5 separate regions of the Mus musculus genome follow, and all the other regions are linked to region 5. Evidence: chromatin contacts called from public HiChIP or PLAC-seq and promoter capture Hi-C data. All regions are on one chromosome and are shown on one strand. Each heading gives the region's core, a stretch centred on a gene start, on an enhancer-like site or on the middle of the called end of the contact. The rest is flanking DNA. Distances are from core to core; before and after follow the strand shown.

Region 1 (3,102 bases), core at 275-2,774, 370 kb after region 5:
TTCCATCTTGCTGATACCATAGTGTTCAGTGCCCCCAGGCTCTGTCGAAAGAGGGTCCCTGGAGGGGGGGCACTGTTTATTTGGCATTTGACCAAGGCCATTGGGGCTCCCTTCAGAAACATTTGATAGGGGGCCAATTATTGTCACATACGATGCGGAGAAAGGAGGTCAGTTTAAAGAAAGTTTAGATAAAACACCAGCAGCAGCAACAAAGCAGGCTCTCTACAGGGTGGCCATGCGGGCACAGTGTTTGTAGGGAAGGGACACTGACCCCATTCCCTTGCATATGGACAAAGAAGCTCAACAAAGGAGCTCACCAGCCCCAGTCACTCATAAGCATGAAAGGGGCCCTCACGCCTCCGCAGCCTGGCTGGGAACCAGAGGCGCCAGCAGCCATCACACAGTCGGCCCGTAACATAGAAAGGCCTTGGGTCGGAGCGAATTCTTTTGGGTAGCCTGCTTGTGACTTCAACGACCCGCCAAAGTCTACTGAGTGATGTTTGTCCCCGAAGTGTAAAAATATGGATTCCTTAAGGGGAGGGGGAAGAAAAAAACAAGGAGAGAAGTGGAGTTTTCATTTTGTAAGCTCTTGCTAGCTGTGGGCCATTCCATGTGACCTCGTTAGTTTTAACACTAGCCCAGAGAAGTCTGTTCCTGATTCTCCGCTGAGAAACCTGAGGATGAGATCTCGAATCAGGGGCTTACCCCGAGTGCCCTAAGGAAGCAGGAAGCAGGAAGCAGGAAGCAGAGCCCCATAGCCTGATTTCCATACCTCGTGTTCTTAACCTCTACGCTATTCTGGTCCCAAGCTCACGTTCAAGGTTCTTTTAGCTGTGTTGTTGAATCATTACTCTGTTCACGAGGAAAACAGTACACTTTCCCTAGTGATCGCAATTCATGTGGAATCTTACAGTACTCTTTTTTTTTTTTCTAATAGATTTGCACTTTGTGCAGGAAAGTAAAAGTTCCTAGAAGAGTGACCTTTTGCATCTCTAATTAACAAAGGAGGGGGGCGCTGCGTAACGACCCTTTAACAATTCTATCTATCTAATATTTAGACAGGTTCAGAAAGGCAGACTAGAGGGCCAAGAATGAAAAGCCGGGAACAGGAAGGTGGAGAGTGGAGAAGACCTTAATGGCATCAGGTTAAAGACAAGGTTTGTCTTCCTTTGAATTCTGAAACACTGCCACGCCCTGGAATGAACCTGTCAACTCTTCCTTCAGAGAGCAATGTTTCTCCGGGCAGGGAGCTGGCTGTGGAACACACTGAAGGACTCCTGCCCATGGGACAGAGTCTAATAGTGCTTTTTCCAGGGGTGGAACCCATGGCCCTGGGCCATCTCTGCCCTCTCAGCTGGACCCCACGAGGTCTCACCATGACAGCTGAGCAGGGTTAAGATTGCAGCCTTCAGCACACTGGAAAAAAACAGCTGCTCTGGGCCCTTTGCTTGCTGGCCTGTTCTCCACTGGCCAGTGGGACATTAAGGTCTTTGTTATTCACGCAGCAGTTGGAATCTCTGTCCATTTAAGGAAGGAAGCCGCAGGGTGATCCAGCCCTGGCTGTGCCACTAAGGAGTGACTCATTCACTTCTACCATGTGAACTGTGGATGAACCCTGGCCCTTCCTCAGACACGGTCTCGGCCTGCACTACATTAAACTTGATGGATTCTTAAGGAATATGTGCCATCTATATAATAAGGCAAATTAAGCCCCATGCAACCAGGAACCATGGCTGTTTGTTTTGATAACATTAGAAATTATGAAGGGGAGAGAAATGGGCCAAGTCTGGGAAAAGAACAAGAGTGTAGCCACATTGGCTTATCTCGAAAGGGACCGGAGCCAGGGTACGCTGGTGGTCTGGCGGACTGAGGGTTTCATACCAACGGCACAGTTGCTGGGAAAGACTAGCCAATAGCAGAATAAGGAACAGTCTGTAAGGAGAGGTACTACTGAGTTCAGTTCCTGCTCTGCTATATACTAGCCATGTCACCATGGACGGCTAGCTGGTGTCTCCTAGCTTCAGATTCTTCATCTATAGAATATAATTCCTACTTCATGAGTTTGCATAAGGGAAGAGCTAAGCACAGTCCATAGCAAAAGTCCACACCAATCACTGGAAAAAAGATTAAAATGTACATATATATATACATATATATGTATATATATATATACATACACATATGTGTGTATACACATATATGTATATATATACACACACATGCACATATATATGTGTGTGTGTGTACACATATACGTGTGTATATATATATATGTATATATATACATATATATATAAACATATAATATATAGTTTGGTCTATGTATATATGTGGCCACCTCTCTCTTTGTTTCTCTCTTGCTCTCTCTTTCTCTGAGTGTACATATACCTAAATATGTATGTGTAAATTATACATGAAAATAATTTGTGTGCATAAAAGTATATATGTGTGTATGTGTGTGTGTGTATATATATATATAAATCATATAATATAATAGATTGGTCTATGCATATATGTAGCCACCTTTCTCTTTGTTTCTCTCTTGCTCTCTCTCTCTCCCTCTCTCTCTCTCTCTCTCTCTCTCTGTGTGTGTCTGTGTGTGTGTGTGTGTGTGTGTGTGTGTGTGTGTGTGTGTGCAGAAGGCCTGAGCAGGCAGGCAGGCAGAGGGGACAGTACAGAGGAGACTCTAGGCTTCAGGGATTCAGTGCTCTCACCTGAGCCTGTGGGGCAGGGGGCAGGTTGCCCCCTGCAGAACCCCTGCAGCAGGCTGCAGAGGGGAGGCTGAGATTTGTCAGGTGAGTCCTTATCTCAGAAGTGCCTTCCTTTCATGTTGCCTTTGCTATTTCTAAAAACAGGAAACTAGAGGCTACCACAGCTGCCAAAGTTTCTTTCAGGGGAGAATCTATCAGAAATTAGTTAAGTGCTTCCAGGGTCAAAAATCAATAAGTCAGGCCTGTGTCCTCCCAGTGAGAGGGAAGAGGGGTGTGGAGATGAGGAGGAGGTGCCCTGCCTGCTACAGACTCCTGCTGATCCTGAGCCCAGGAGCCACCACCAGGACAGGAGCTTGCTTTTGCAGGCCTTCCTTGAACTGGCCAGGGAGTT
Region 2 (2,952 bases), core at 402-2,901, 480 kb after region 5:
GGGTTAGCAAGATCAAGATCACTCACACTCTCTGTAGATGTGGAGACAGTCCAGTGTTGATGGTAGGATCTGAGATGTACTATGTTCTCCTGTACAGGGCCCCTGCACCAGTGACTAGAAACTCCTCCATCTTTAAAGTCACCTTTCCATGAGGCAGGGAGAGATGTCAGTGAGGAGGCCTGAGGAGTGTTAAGTGTCATGGCCGGCTGGCGGATTGCATTTTCCAAGTTGGTGACTACAAGGGATGTTTGTAGATGGCAGGGGAGGGATCCTGAGCACAATTGCTCCATACTGGAAGGAATTCTGATCAGCTAGGCACCAAGACACTACACACTGCCCCAGTAGTAGCCATAATTTAATTAGTGATTAATTAGATATGCATACTAGTCTCTCTGGGTTGAAGATTATATTACTTTAAATATTCTTTGTTTTTCTATATTACCTGAATTCTGGAAACAGGTGTTATTTTTAAAACAACCCACCCCTGTTTACTTGGGGGGGGGGAAGCAGCATGCAGCACACATGTGGAAGTCAGAGGACAACTTACAGGAGTCAGTTCTCACTTTTTAAAATTAACGTGGGTCCCAGGAATTGAACTCTGGTCTTCCGGCTTGGTGGCAAGTGTCTTTGTCCACTGAGCCATCCTGTCAGCTTAAGGGAATGTTTAGAGAGTCTATGCAAATGAGAGAAGTCTCTTTAATCATCACAGAAGGAAGGAAAGATAATGAAGAGATGCTGTCCCCAGCTCATGACTCCCCAGCAGACACTGGAGAGAGTTATTTAAGGATTATACTTCCAAACTTGAAAATCTGAAGAAGAAAAGTCATAACTGTCCTGATGGCTAATCTTCACTGTCAACTTCAATCTCCTAGGAGACACATCCCTGGGCATGTTGAGGGGGTGTTTCTAGAGGGGCTTAACGGAAGTGTGAAAACCACCCTGGTTGTGAGTGACATCATTCTACAGGGTGGGACCCAGACTGAAAGGAAAAAAAAAAAAAAAAAAAAAAAAAAAACAGCCTTGGCCCAGGCTTCCTGTCCATGCCATCAGGAGCTGCAGATGAATATTTCTCTTCCTACTTGCAAACTTTGTTTGATCGAGCCCTGCCCTGTTTCCAGGCCAGCCTCTTGTAGACAATGCCAGTGTTTGTTTTGGGCTTAGTTTTGCTATGGTATCTGAACAACCATTCTACAGCCATTCTCTTTCCTGGCTGAGACTCGCTTCTCTGTGTAGTTGTGCAACAGTGATGGTTGGTGGCTTGGTTTGAATCATATTCCTGAACAATTAAAAACCTCTTTCAATGGCTTTAGTAGCAGCGGCCTTCCATAGACTAGTGTCATTTTAGACCAGGCAGTGCTGGATTCCTTTGTCCCTGTGACAGCCCTTCTCAGTTCCAACTTGCAAAGGACACATGCAACACCAGATCCCTGACCTTACGTTCCCCTTGAAGCAATGTTTGTAGAAAAACAAGTTTAGTGGTTGATAGTCTGGGTCACTTACCTGTATGGTTTCTCCCTGACACCAATTTCTGCCCTTACGTTCTATGCGCAGCTATGCTTTCTGTTAGAGACGTTCAAAACAGGCTTTCTCTAAGCCTGAACAGCACTGCTTAGCACAACTTTCCACTCCACCGTGCATCATAATCCCCTTTGAGTGATGTAAAGGGATCAGGTCTCACAGCTCTGCCTTGTACTTTTCACAGCATGCCCCACACAGAGGTGGCTCAATTTCTTGCTGCCCTCAGAGGAAAACTTCTTTGAAGAAGGAGGCCCCTGCCCACTGCTGCCCAAGCCAAGCCGGTAATGCAGCAAGGCTCTTACTGCCTGGGCCTCTCTCCTCTCACTCCGTGGCTACATGGCTAAATGAGAGGATTGCTTTTGCTTTTTGTTTGTTTGCTTGGTTGGTTAGTTGGTTGGTGGGTTGGATGGTTGATTGGTAGGTTGGTTAATTGGTTTGGTTTGGTTTGGATTTTCAAAACAGGATTTCCTCTGTGTTATCCTGGGTGTCCTAGAACTCACTCCATAGACAAGGCTGGCCTCGGATTCAGATATCTGCTTCCTAAGTGCTGAGATTAAAGGCACAAGCCATCACTACCTGGCACATTTTGAATAGGTGCTTACAACTTACAACTTTATGGTTGGAATTCTTTGCAAAGCTAGGAATTCTTCCCCCCAACTCGACTCAGGTGTTAGGTATGTGTATATATCTGCGTGCGGGTATGTGTACATGAGACCTGCTGCCATGCTTCCTGCCATGAAAGCTAGCAAATCCCCTGGAGTTGGAGGTTCAGGAAGTTTTAGCTGCCTGAGTACTGGGAACTGAACTTCGTCCTCTGAAAAAACAGCAAGCTCTTGAAACCGTTAAGCTATGTCTCTGCCCCTAAAAATTATTTTAGAATGTGAACAGTGGTCTACTTGGGATGTTTTGAATATTTTTTTTCTCAGTATTTTATAAAAGTTTGGTATACCCAGCTGCAGAGCAACCCTGCAGCCACGGGGCTAAGCAGGTCTAACACCCCTATGCTGTCTCTATGTTGTCATGTGACTATGTTACCCTGAATGTCCTGAATACAGACACAGCTCTTCCAAGGAGAAAGGGCTTTACAAAATGTATCTAGAAAGTCAACAGGTACTATCTACACACAGCTGATAACCCTACACAGCTGATTGCTATGGTTTGGATGTAATCAGTCACCAAAGGGTTTCAGGTGTTAGAAGGTGTTGGGAACACTAAACATTAAGATTAACTATTAATATATGGTAACTATTAATATATTAATATTCTATAATATTAATAACTATTAAATATTAAGATTAAGAATTACAATAACTGTGGCAATGTAGAAATTATCTCACAACATTAAAAAAAAACAAAACCAAAGATTATTTTCTAGAAAATAAATAATGCCGCTTTAGATATATAAATTATGGATGCCTTTTCTATTATAGCATT
Region 3 (2,861 bases), core at 41-2,540, 320 kb before region 5:
ATTTAGACACATCCTTGTTCTGTCAACTGCCCTTCATTTTCTAGAAATCATATCTGAGTCTTGATGAGGATGCATGGATATGTAAAATCATGTTAACACAAAGTTCTGTAAATTAGAGAGAGGGGCTGTGCTTCTATGCTTCTGCTTGTTCAGAGACTTCAATGCTTTAAAACGAATTCATATAAAAAGATGATGATGATGGTAATCAGCCGTCACAATGTTCAGTCTAGAAAACTTGAGGCTAGTTGAGGGCATGATCCATTACTCTAGGTAGCCCTTGTTGGCAAGGTTATAGCGTTGACAAATTAAGGCTACAGAGAGTACTCCCTCTTTTCTAACTTTAGTCTTTGTCTTTAGAGGGAAAGCCATCCTTTCCTTCCTGATATTGTCCTTTGCTAATGGCAGCAGCGTTGCAGCCCAGGGCTCCTTAAGTTCTCCTGTGAGCACTGCTGGCACTTGGGTTCTTTCTCTCCCTGAAAGAAGACATCTATTCAGAATCCTTAGTGGTTGAATTGGTCAGCAATGTTTCAGCCGAGAAAGGATGATAATCCTATTAAGGAACAATGAAATCCATCTACAACAAAAAGAAAGCCCATGTCAGAACTATAGAGGAACCCAAATTTTGATCCTGCACCCAGGCTGACTTTCACAAAAAAATTATCTGTAAAAGTAGAGGGAGTCACGGTGCTGGAGACGACTCCTAGCACTAAAAACATCTTAGATGTTGCTTTATGTGCTTGCTTTCCATTAGAGTCAGGAATGGTCCGACTCTGTTGCTGTGATTTTGTCAACATTTATCCTATCTGTCTTTCATATACAAAGGCTTAGGGATGCCAGAAAACAAACTGTTAACGGAGAATTAACTTCTTTGGCATGCTTTCATACTTATCTTCCAAATTAAAGAAAATGAAATGGGCAGAAACAGAGTGTAGATTACCTCCTTTTTGTCAAAAATGGTGGGAATTTGAAAATTAATAATAAAAAAGGGAACAGATGCAGTAACATGCCAGAGGGAGATTAATGTGGAGAGTGAAATCTGTGAGCAACAAAACTGAAGCAAACTGAATCAGTGGGAGGTGGTTGTACAATCAAAATCAGGATAAAAGAGAAATTACAAACAACCCTGCACTTGTCAAAGTAGTAGTAATGAAACCCTGACTCTGCCAGCAGCGAGAACCTGTGTTAGCACTTTGGGGTAAGGATGGTAGCCGGGTGCCAGGTAGGAGGGCAGTGTTAGGTTGCTGGGCAGCAGCCATCTTGTGTGGAACAGATGGCACTGAAAGCTGGCAGGGGAGGGGCTCCTTAGCAGAACTAATCAGACAGTAACAGATAGGGCAGCTGGGAAGACTGACCACAGAGAGGGAGCCTGCGGGGTAGCTCAGTGCCACGGTGTGTGCAGCGGTGTGCCCATTGGTCTGCGGGAAGACCTTGCAATGCCTTTCCCATCGATGGACGCACTGAAACTTTTGTTCAAAAGGGAGAATTGAGTTGGAGTGTCTCAAACTTGGGGGTGGGGTTGGGTGTTGGAGAGAGACTGGGAATGGAGGTACTGCCCATCTCTGAATTCGTTGCATGAGTTTTCAATGTCAGCTTCTGTGGAACTTTGATTTTTGCAGCATGTGTGGCTCTGCCGTTCTCTTCTCCACTGTAGCACGCCAAGTGATCGCTCTATATTTTATCCACAGTTTGCAGCATCAGGACTATACATAAAATTAGAAAAGACTTCCTGGTATGATTTCTCACAAATGAAAACTAAAAGCAACCAGGTGATATGTATGTTTCTCCTTAATAATTCTTAATAACCTAATTCAAGCTATGGTTGACTTACAGCCACTTGCTCGTCCTTTTTGCTCCATGTAATTGTGGACTAAACAACAAAATCTAAGCATAATTTAGAGCCCAAACCTTAAAACAAAAATCAAATTACTGTGCAAAAATGAGAAGCCAACCTGTTAAATTTAATTGTGCATTGAAGAGCCATAATTCCAGATAGGTCAGCACATTTATTCAAATGCTATGCCTTTGACAACAAGATTCAGGTCTCCTACGTCTGTTTTCAAACTTGTATCTTCCTTTCTCCTTTTTATTTTTCCAGAAGGTTTATAGCTTGGCTCAAATTATTCATTTTGGAGGGGGGAGGGGGAAACATTACCAGGATTTGAAATAGGTGGTATAACATAGCCATATGCTATTTATGCAGCAGTTTCTGCAATAAATCTAATTTGGTGCTGTCAAAAAATCAGACTTATTTGATATAGCGGCACATTAGTAAATGATTGTGGCAGATTTAAAGTTGTCATTTAGTCTCTTCTAACTCTTAAACAGAATCTTGCAAACCCGTCTTCTCTCTCATCAAGTCTATGAAAACCTCCCAGGTCTTTGTCCTACAGTACTGCAATATTTTCATGTCTCAAAGCAGGTTTTGCCTAAAGGTAACTGAGAAAAAAGGGTGAAAAATGAATATCCTCTGTTGTCAAAATAACATTGGCAGTCAGAGATCAATAAAGCGGGGAAAATGATAGTGTCTCCAGCCTGTGTAGTTCTTAGAAAAGCAGAGCAGCTAGGCAGGCACATTCAGAATGAAGAGAAGCTAACATCAGTTCTTTATTAAGGAGCTGAATGTTTTACCTTGCATCCTACACCCATATGCTGTTTTAGGAAAACTGGCATTAAAGATGTGAACGACATCAGCTCCGTCTTCACCTAGTAATGCCCTTAGAAACGGCTTCCCTCTTCTCTACTGCAACCTGGCAACATAAGTGTGCTGCCTTTTTTTTTCCCTGTAGAATTTATGTCTAAGGTGTTGTTATCAAATGAAACTTTCTCCTTCCTACTCCTTCTATTTCAAAGATATAATAAAC
Region 4 (3,030 bases), core at 473-2,972, 390 kb after region 5:
CCTGTGACACTTCACACTGCCTCAAGATTTGCTTCAGTCTTGGGGCTAGCAAGGATTAGCAAGGAAAGGCACTTGCCACCTGACAATCTGAGTTTGATCCCAGGACCCATGTAGTGGAAGGAGAGATCTGGCTCCTACCTGTTGTCTCCTCATCTCTACACACATACTAGTGTGTGTGTGTGTGTGTGTGTGTGTGTGTGTGTGTGTGTGTGTATTACATTATATTTAACATAAGTTAAAATTTAAAAAAAATGTTATTTCTACCTCATCAAGAGACTGTCATTGCACACAACAGACACTTAATTAACAATTCAAATGATGTATAGCAGCCGTCTTATTTATTCATTAGGTTAGCCAATATTTATTTCTTAATCCAATCGCCCAAGTCTTACTACCTTATTCAATATCCTCAATTTACAGATGAAAAATTGAGGTTCAGAGAATTATATAATTTGTCAGAGTACAGTAGCAGCAGGATCTGAACCCAGAACACAGAGGTGGGCCTCAACGTGAATACTTTAGTTGGAATTCCAGTGGGTTCTCCACATTGTCCCAAAGCAACCAGCTTGGCCAGAGCAGAGGTGTGTGTGTGTGGACTTGATACCTGACCACAACATGCTACGAGGTGAAACTTGAATTTTCTGTTCCCTGAAGCTCCCACTTTTCTTTCCTGTTCACTGAAAACAAAATGAAATTAACATCATAATGCAAGAAATCGAGTCACATGGGTGTGGATCAATCTTCATTCCTGCCTTTGTCACATCAAAAAATTACAGAGGCTATACCCACCAGCGCCATTGTTCTCCTGGTCTCACGTCATCTCCAACGTCAGCCCTGTCACCACTCAAGGTGCCACTTCCTTAGTCCTATACAAAATGCAATTTTCACTTGCTCCTGGAAAATCAATATGGAAAGGCTCTAATTCTCCAGATTTCGATTTTTCAATAAAAATGTGAAAATGAAACTCCACAGGACTGCAGCCAAAATGGTGCCCCTGAGCCACTGTCACTCTGGAGGGAAACTCAGCAAGGGTTTTAGAGGAGAAGACCAACTTCCCCATGGCTCCTTCCATGACTCACTGGATAAGAAAGGAAGAAAGCACGGACAGGACTCATCTGTGCTAGTTTTAGACGGGTCCCTTCAAAGAAAGACTTCTTGACTCGGAATGGTACTGTGTTTGCAATCCCAGCATTTGGGAGGCTGAGGCAGGAGAATTGCTGGGAGTGAAGGCAAGCTTGGGAGCCTGGGTTACAAGTGTGAGGTTCTGTCTCAAAAAGAAAAAGGAGAGGAGGAGAGAAGGGACTGGGAAGGAGGGAGAAAGGAGGGATAAAGGAGGGGGAGAGGGGAGGGGAAGGGAGGGGAGGAAAGGGGGGAAGGGAGGGGAAGAAAGGGGAGGGGAAGGGAGGGGAGGAAAGGAGAGGAAAGGGGAGGGAAGGGGAGGAAAGGAGAGGGGAGGAGGGGAGAGCATTGGAACCTTCTGACTCACCAACTCTGCTTTCCACTTAGAAGCTCTGGGTTTGATTTCCTCACCCAGGAACAAGAGCGGGAGGAGGACAGGAGTTGGTCAGGTGAGTTCTGGGAGTGGATAGAAGTCCTCAAAGGAAGCATCCCTGGAGAGGCTCCTTAAGGTGCCTGGCTCACTGCAGGCACTCCCTAGGGTGAGCTTCCTGCATGCCTGCTTCTGCCTCTGTCCCTATCCCTCAGGCTGAACAGCTGCTGTGCCCTTTTGGAACATAGCGTTGTCAGTGGAGGGCCACTGTGAACTCTTCAGTTACTACCCAGGACCTCCTAATCCAACCAGCAGAGTGTCACACTTATGGAAATGTCACCAACAGTCCCCAGGCTCTGCCACAAGAGACCCTTCAGAACAAAGCTCCCAGGATTCCACATCACTTCTCTCCACTGCTGTGTTGACACTGAACTCAGTGGGAAGAGGAGAAGCCTCTACTGAGACCTTGCCCTGTATGTAACACGAGCTCGTGAATGTCTGTGGACGGTTCTGCCTGAGCCAAGGGCAGCAGGCAGCACCAGCCTCAGAAGGGTGAGTCTCAGCCGGTTCACTGCCACGTGATCCTGGGTGGGTCACGTAGCTTCTGGGTACTTCACTGTTCTCAGCTGTTAAACAGGTTAATAATAGAGAGGCACACTTTGACCCAGCAGCATGGCCTGGCAAAGGGAAGCCGATTCAGTGATGGGACAAATGGACAGGGAACTGAGGACTTTGAGGGAACAGAACAAGAAATCCGCGGAGCAGTGAACTTTTCTGTCAAGCCTCTGAGAGGCCTAAAACCAAAGGAGATGTTTAAGACCGCAGCACCAGCTTTAGGCTCTGTCTTGTCTCTGCCCAACACCCTCCATTTTGGCTCTCTTTCTTCCCTCAGCTCTTCCCTTCCTCTCCTTCCTGCGCGCCTTTCTCCGGTGCTGTATGGAACTCAGCCTCACTCAAGCTAACCAAGGGCCCACCACTGAGCTAGCCTCAGCCCATAGGACTAGTTTTCCTATCACTTCCCAATAACTTTTAAACCAGAACCCAGAGCTTTGATGGCAGGCAGGCTGAGGAGAGGGAGGGCATGCAAGCACAGGTTGGCTGTCTACGGATCCACACATAGTATGAATCGGTGCCAGGAGAACACATGGGGAGCCACCAGCTGTTGGGCTCTCTTGGTCCATGTCTGCTCCAGCAGGCTCATGACACTTCCAGGAAGTCAGGCTGACTGGAACAGAACCACCAGAAGGAATAGAAGACCTAGAGGCTAGCTTAGAGTCCCGGGAGTCAGGGCTGTGGTGCAATTCACAGGGTTGAGTACTTGTCTAACATGCACAAGGCTGCAGGTTTCAAACTGAGAAAGGAATGGGAACTACCTCAGGGCTGCATCCTAAGAGGATTTTACAAGGAGTTACAAGATCTAACAACAGGCTGTGTGTATGGGGTGAAAGGATACAGACACAGAAGAAAAGTTACCAAGTGAGGTTTTGGGGTTTTTTTTTTTAATAGCACATAATTTAAAAGAGAACAAAAAAAAATCAATG
Region 5 (2,912 bases), core at 195-2,694:
GACAAAGCCAGGAGTGGTAAAACATGCCTATAACCCCAGTTCTCAAGAGACCTAGACAGGAGAATCATCAAGTTGAATAACTACCTGAGCTACATAGTAAGTCTAACTGCAACTTGGGTATAAAGTGAGATTCTGTTTCAAAAAGAAAATTAGTTAAAAATAAACAAATAAATGAAGAATAGTATTTCCTGAAGTAGTTCTTCTTTTCACATAAACGACATGGATAAAGCAGTGAAGTGTGAGTAGGAAAGAAACTAGACACAAAAGACCATGGGTTTTATGAGTCCACTGAACTGAAATCTTTGAAAATCATAATTATAGTAAGAGACAACACATCAGGTGATTGCCAAAGTTGAAAGAGAAGCAGTGAACTAAAAGCAACATGGAAAGAACTTTTTAGAGTGATAGAAATGTTCTATTTTAGGCCTGTAGTGTTTGTTACATCACCACAAATGTACACCATAAAAAGGCACAACCCATTAAAAGGGTTTTTTGGAATATTTATTGTATGTAAATTATAACTTGATAAGGCCTATTTTAAAATTCCATTTAAAAACTGACAACAGCTCTTTAGCCTAAGCATTAACCAAAGATTTTCAAAGAAATGAAAGTCAGTGGTTAGAGGTAACTTTCAACTCTCAAATAGGGCCAAAAGGATTCCTCAGTCTACTGAATCTGGCCATGTACGTAGACAGGTATAATTGCTGAGCAACTAGCCTAAAGTCCAGATCTCTAATAAACATATAGATTAAGTAAGGAGGTGATCACTCACATTATAAACTAAATTTTATAGCAGTTATTTAATAATAAAAATAATGCCTTTATCAAAAAAGAGTGGACAGGAAATATACAGTAAAAGTAGATCATGTAAACAAAAAATATAAAATTAAACAAAAAAAATCACTGTCCACATTTGAATTTTTATATAAGAGCTTTAATTTACCTAATTTATGGGTCTGTTTAGTCTAACAGTTTAAATGTAAGCCCTCGCCTTACTATATTAATTCTTTATGCTACCATACAAATTTACACAGAGCCATATTTTTATCTAAATATCAATATATCATTTATAGACACAAGAGTTCATTTCTATGTTAAATTCTGTAAAGTCTGTTGAATCTGAAGACATTATAGAAAAATACATTACTAACATGCATGCATGCAAAAATCTAACGTCATAATTATAAACTACAAAAAAAAAAGAATTAGAAGGAAATCCCTAAATAAGCAGACTCCTAACATACATGGTAAAGTTTCTTTCAGCCCTATCAGACAGCACTTCCCACTTGATTCAACAGCGCCAGAGGAAAGACCAACTCTCAGCACCCACTCACAGCTCAGCACTTAACTTACCCCTCTTCTGAACCCAACCTTCTTTCACAATGGTAACATCGCTCATGATGGCTCCCCTCTGAGCCCCCCAACTTGGAGAAATGGTGCTTTGCAGGTCAGTTTTAGGGTTTGGATTCGCTGCTGCTGCTGCTGCTGCTGCTGCTGCTGCTGCTGCTGCTGCTGCTGCTGCTGCTGCCGCCCTTCCCACTCTCTAGTGATGACTCAGCCTGGAAGGAAGTATTGAAGAAAGAATTTCTTTTTTTTTTTTCCATTCTTGAACTCACATAGCAATAACAAACAACTAAGTCTTTGTAAATGTCTTCAATTGGCCTGACCGCACATAAAGTCTAGCTTCTCAAACATGGGGGGATTAATAAATGGTTCTATGAATACACTGCTCTGGTCTTGTGGCAGATGTTAAATGATAGTGAAATATTTAACTTAAGAGACTGAAATTAAATGTCCTAACAAAATAACTGTCAGATCTACAAATATACAGAAAGCACATTTTGTACTGTGTATTTGGGATGAAGGGGAGAAAGAATGAAAGTTGAGTGGCCCACATCCCTTTAATTTCAAAAATCATTATAGTTTTAATTGCTTTATTTTATGTAAAATACAATGTTGCAAGAAACTAACATTCATATAATCTGCCTTGTTCTAAAAATATTTTAGGTAAATTACATTAAGTATACAACATTATTTCCTTGGGTAGATACAAAAAGTAGAACAAAGGAAATATAAAAGTAGAAAAGACATGCCAAAATTGTTCATCTGTCATTCTCTGATAATCTTTACAACTCTGTTAGGACACTCGGCCTTCATTTCACAGAACTGTGAGCCTGGGGCTCAAAGAGAATAACTAATTGCTAGATTTCAAGGTAGTAAGCTGTAGAGCCAAAATCTGAATTTGGAGTACCTCACTCCTAAATTGGCACTCTTCATTTCAAAACTCTACTTGTGAAAGTCAAAAATTTGGAATGAAATGTTTTAGGAAAACTGCTAATTCAAAACCATGATAGGTTTCAGTATTAATGTCTGTAATACAAAAAAGACGAGAGCTGCTGAGAAGAAAACAGTGTTTCCTAAGATATTAACCAGAAGTTTATCCCCTAGGTCTTTACATGATAACTTAGTAAAAGGTTTCTTCAAGGCATCCTTACATAGAGCAATAAGCTTAATGAACTGCACTATTATTGTCCCTACCAATCTAAGAGGGGAAATGTTGCCACAGAACTTTGTGAAAGTGCTTCCACATTTGCAAAAATATGGGCCAGATAACCAGTCTTAAGTGACACACAACATAAACTTTAAGTAAACAGAAAAAAAAAATAGGTACATAGACTAATTGTACTATTCTATGAAGTCGGACCTTCATAAATATGTATAGAATTAAATTCAAGGTTGAATTCCCAGATAGTACTTAACTAGATTACAATTCCTCTTCCAATACAAATTATGTGCAAATTCTACCCGTTCATCAATCAGTGACCAAAAATAGACATCCTCTATACAACCTGACAAAGGCTCCACAGAAGACCACCCTCTCATGGGCTCTGCACATATGTCATGCACAATAC

What was found. Promoter capture Hi-C pulls out the DNA fragments that hold promoters and counts their contacts. HiChIP or PLAC-seq counts read pairs in DNA pulled down with a chosen protein or histone mark. Capture Hi-C pulls out chosen DNA fragments and counts their contacts.
Region 1: a contact with region 5 is called in an H3K4me3 HiChIP or PLAC-seq map of bone marrow-derived macrophages, with 3 times the contacts expected there. The contact joins the enhancer-like site here to the promoter of Akt3 in region 5. A contact is called at or near these places in 1 of 39 promoter capture datasets (embryonic stem cells), 6 of 484 Hi-C or Micro-C datasets (the HL-1 cell line, bone marrow-derived macrophages, embryonic stem cells and 2 more), 10 of 115 datasets of contacts at active chromatin or transcription factors (bone marrow-derived macrophages, embryonic basal ganglia, embryonic limb bud and 5 more) and 1 of 9 other capture datasets (liver).
Region 2: a promoter capture Hi-C map of liver shows a contact between it and region 5, with 4 times the contacts expected there. The contact joins the promoter of 1700016C15Rik here to the promoter of Akt3 in region 5. A contact is called at or near these places in 3 of 39 promoter capture datasets (cranial neural crest, embryonic stem cells and liver), 3 of 115 datasets of contacts at active chromatin or transcription factors (acute myeloid leukemia, embryonic stem cells and large pre-B cells) and 2 of 9 other capture datasets (embryonic stem cells and macrophages).
Region 3: a contact with region 5 is called in an H3K4me3 HiChIP or PLAC-seq map of forebrain, with 4 times the contacts expected there. The contact joins the enhancer-like site here to the promoter of Akt3 in region 5. A contact is called at or near these places in 2 of 39 promoter capture datasets (hippocampal neurons and pre-B cells), 6 of 484 Hi-C or Micro-C datasets (CD4 T cells, CD8 T cells, the HPC-7 cell line and 2 more), 5 of 115 datasets of contacts at active chromatin or transcription factors (embryonic forebrain, epiblast stem cells, forebrain and 2 more) and 1 of 9 other capture datasets (adipose tissue).
Region 4: a contact with region 5 is called in a promoter capture Hi-C map of adipose tissue, with 2.5 times the contacts expected there. The contact joins the promoter of 2310043L19Rik here to the promoter of Akt3 in region 5. A contact is called at or near these places in 1 of 15 datasets of contacts at CTCF or cohesin (the NIH/3T3 cell line), 1 of 484 Hi-C or Micro-C datasets (muscle stem cells), 10 of 115 datasets of contacts at active chromatin or transcription factors (bone marrow-derived macrophages, embryonic basal ganglia, embryonic forebrain and 6 more) and 1 of 9 other capture datasets (adipose tissue).

Annotation. Positions count from the first base shown.
Region 1 is chr1:177,622,082-177,625,183 of GRCm38.p6, forward strand. No RefSeq gene overlaps it. Among named protein-coding and RNA genes, the nearest start is that of 2310043L19Rik, 19 kb to the right of the region's middle. Within about 2 kb of position 1,525, at least 133 of the 459 cell types and tissues checked have an H3K27ac peak or open chromatin away from gene starts, as enhancers often do. A contact at or near this core is called in the HL-1 cell line, bone marrow-derived macrophages, muscle stem cells and 2 more, where this site is marked.
Region 2 is chr1:177,728,163-177,731,114 of GRCm38.p6, forward strand. It overlaps 1700016C15Rik (RIKEN cDNA 1700016C15 gene), which reads left to right and starts at 1,652. Exons shown (of 6, transcript NM_027077.2): 1 at 1,652-1,799. Gm30115 (a long non-coding RNA gene) reads right to left here and starts at 1,913. Exons shown (of 5, transcript XR_373742.2): 1 at 1,501-1,913.
Region 3 is chr1:176,928,636-176,931,496 of GRCm38.p6, forward strand. All of the region lies in intron 13 of Sdccag8 (serologically defined colon cancer antigen 8), which reads left to right. All of the region lies in intron 3 of Gm15423 (a long non-coding RNA gene), which reads right to left. Among named protein-coding and RNA genes, the nearest start is that of Gm15423, 11 kb to the right of the region's middle. Within about 2 kb of position 1,291, at least 17 of the 459 cell types and tissues checked have an H3K27ac peak or open chromatin away from gene starts, as enhancers often do. A contact at or near this core is called in cortical neurons, embryonic forebrain, forebrain and 1 more, where this site is marked.
Region 4 is chr1:177,641,221-177,644,250 of GRCm38.p6, forward strand. It overlaps 2310043L19Rik (RIKEN cDNA 2310043L19 gene), which reads right to left and starts at 1,723. Exons shown (of 3, transcript NR_037994.1): 1 at 1,487-1,723; 2 at 790-894; 3 at 322-677.
Region 5 is chr1:177,247,323-177,250,234 of GRCm38.p6, forward strand. Akt3 (thymoma viral proto-oncogene 3) reads right to left here and starts at 1,445. Exons shown (of 13, transcript NM_011785.4): 1 at 1,354-1,445. The coding sequence starts at 1,399.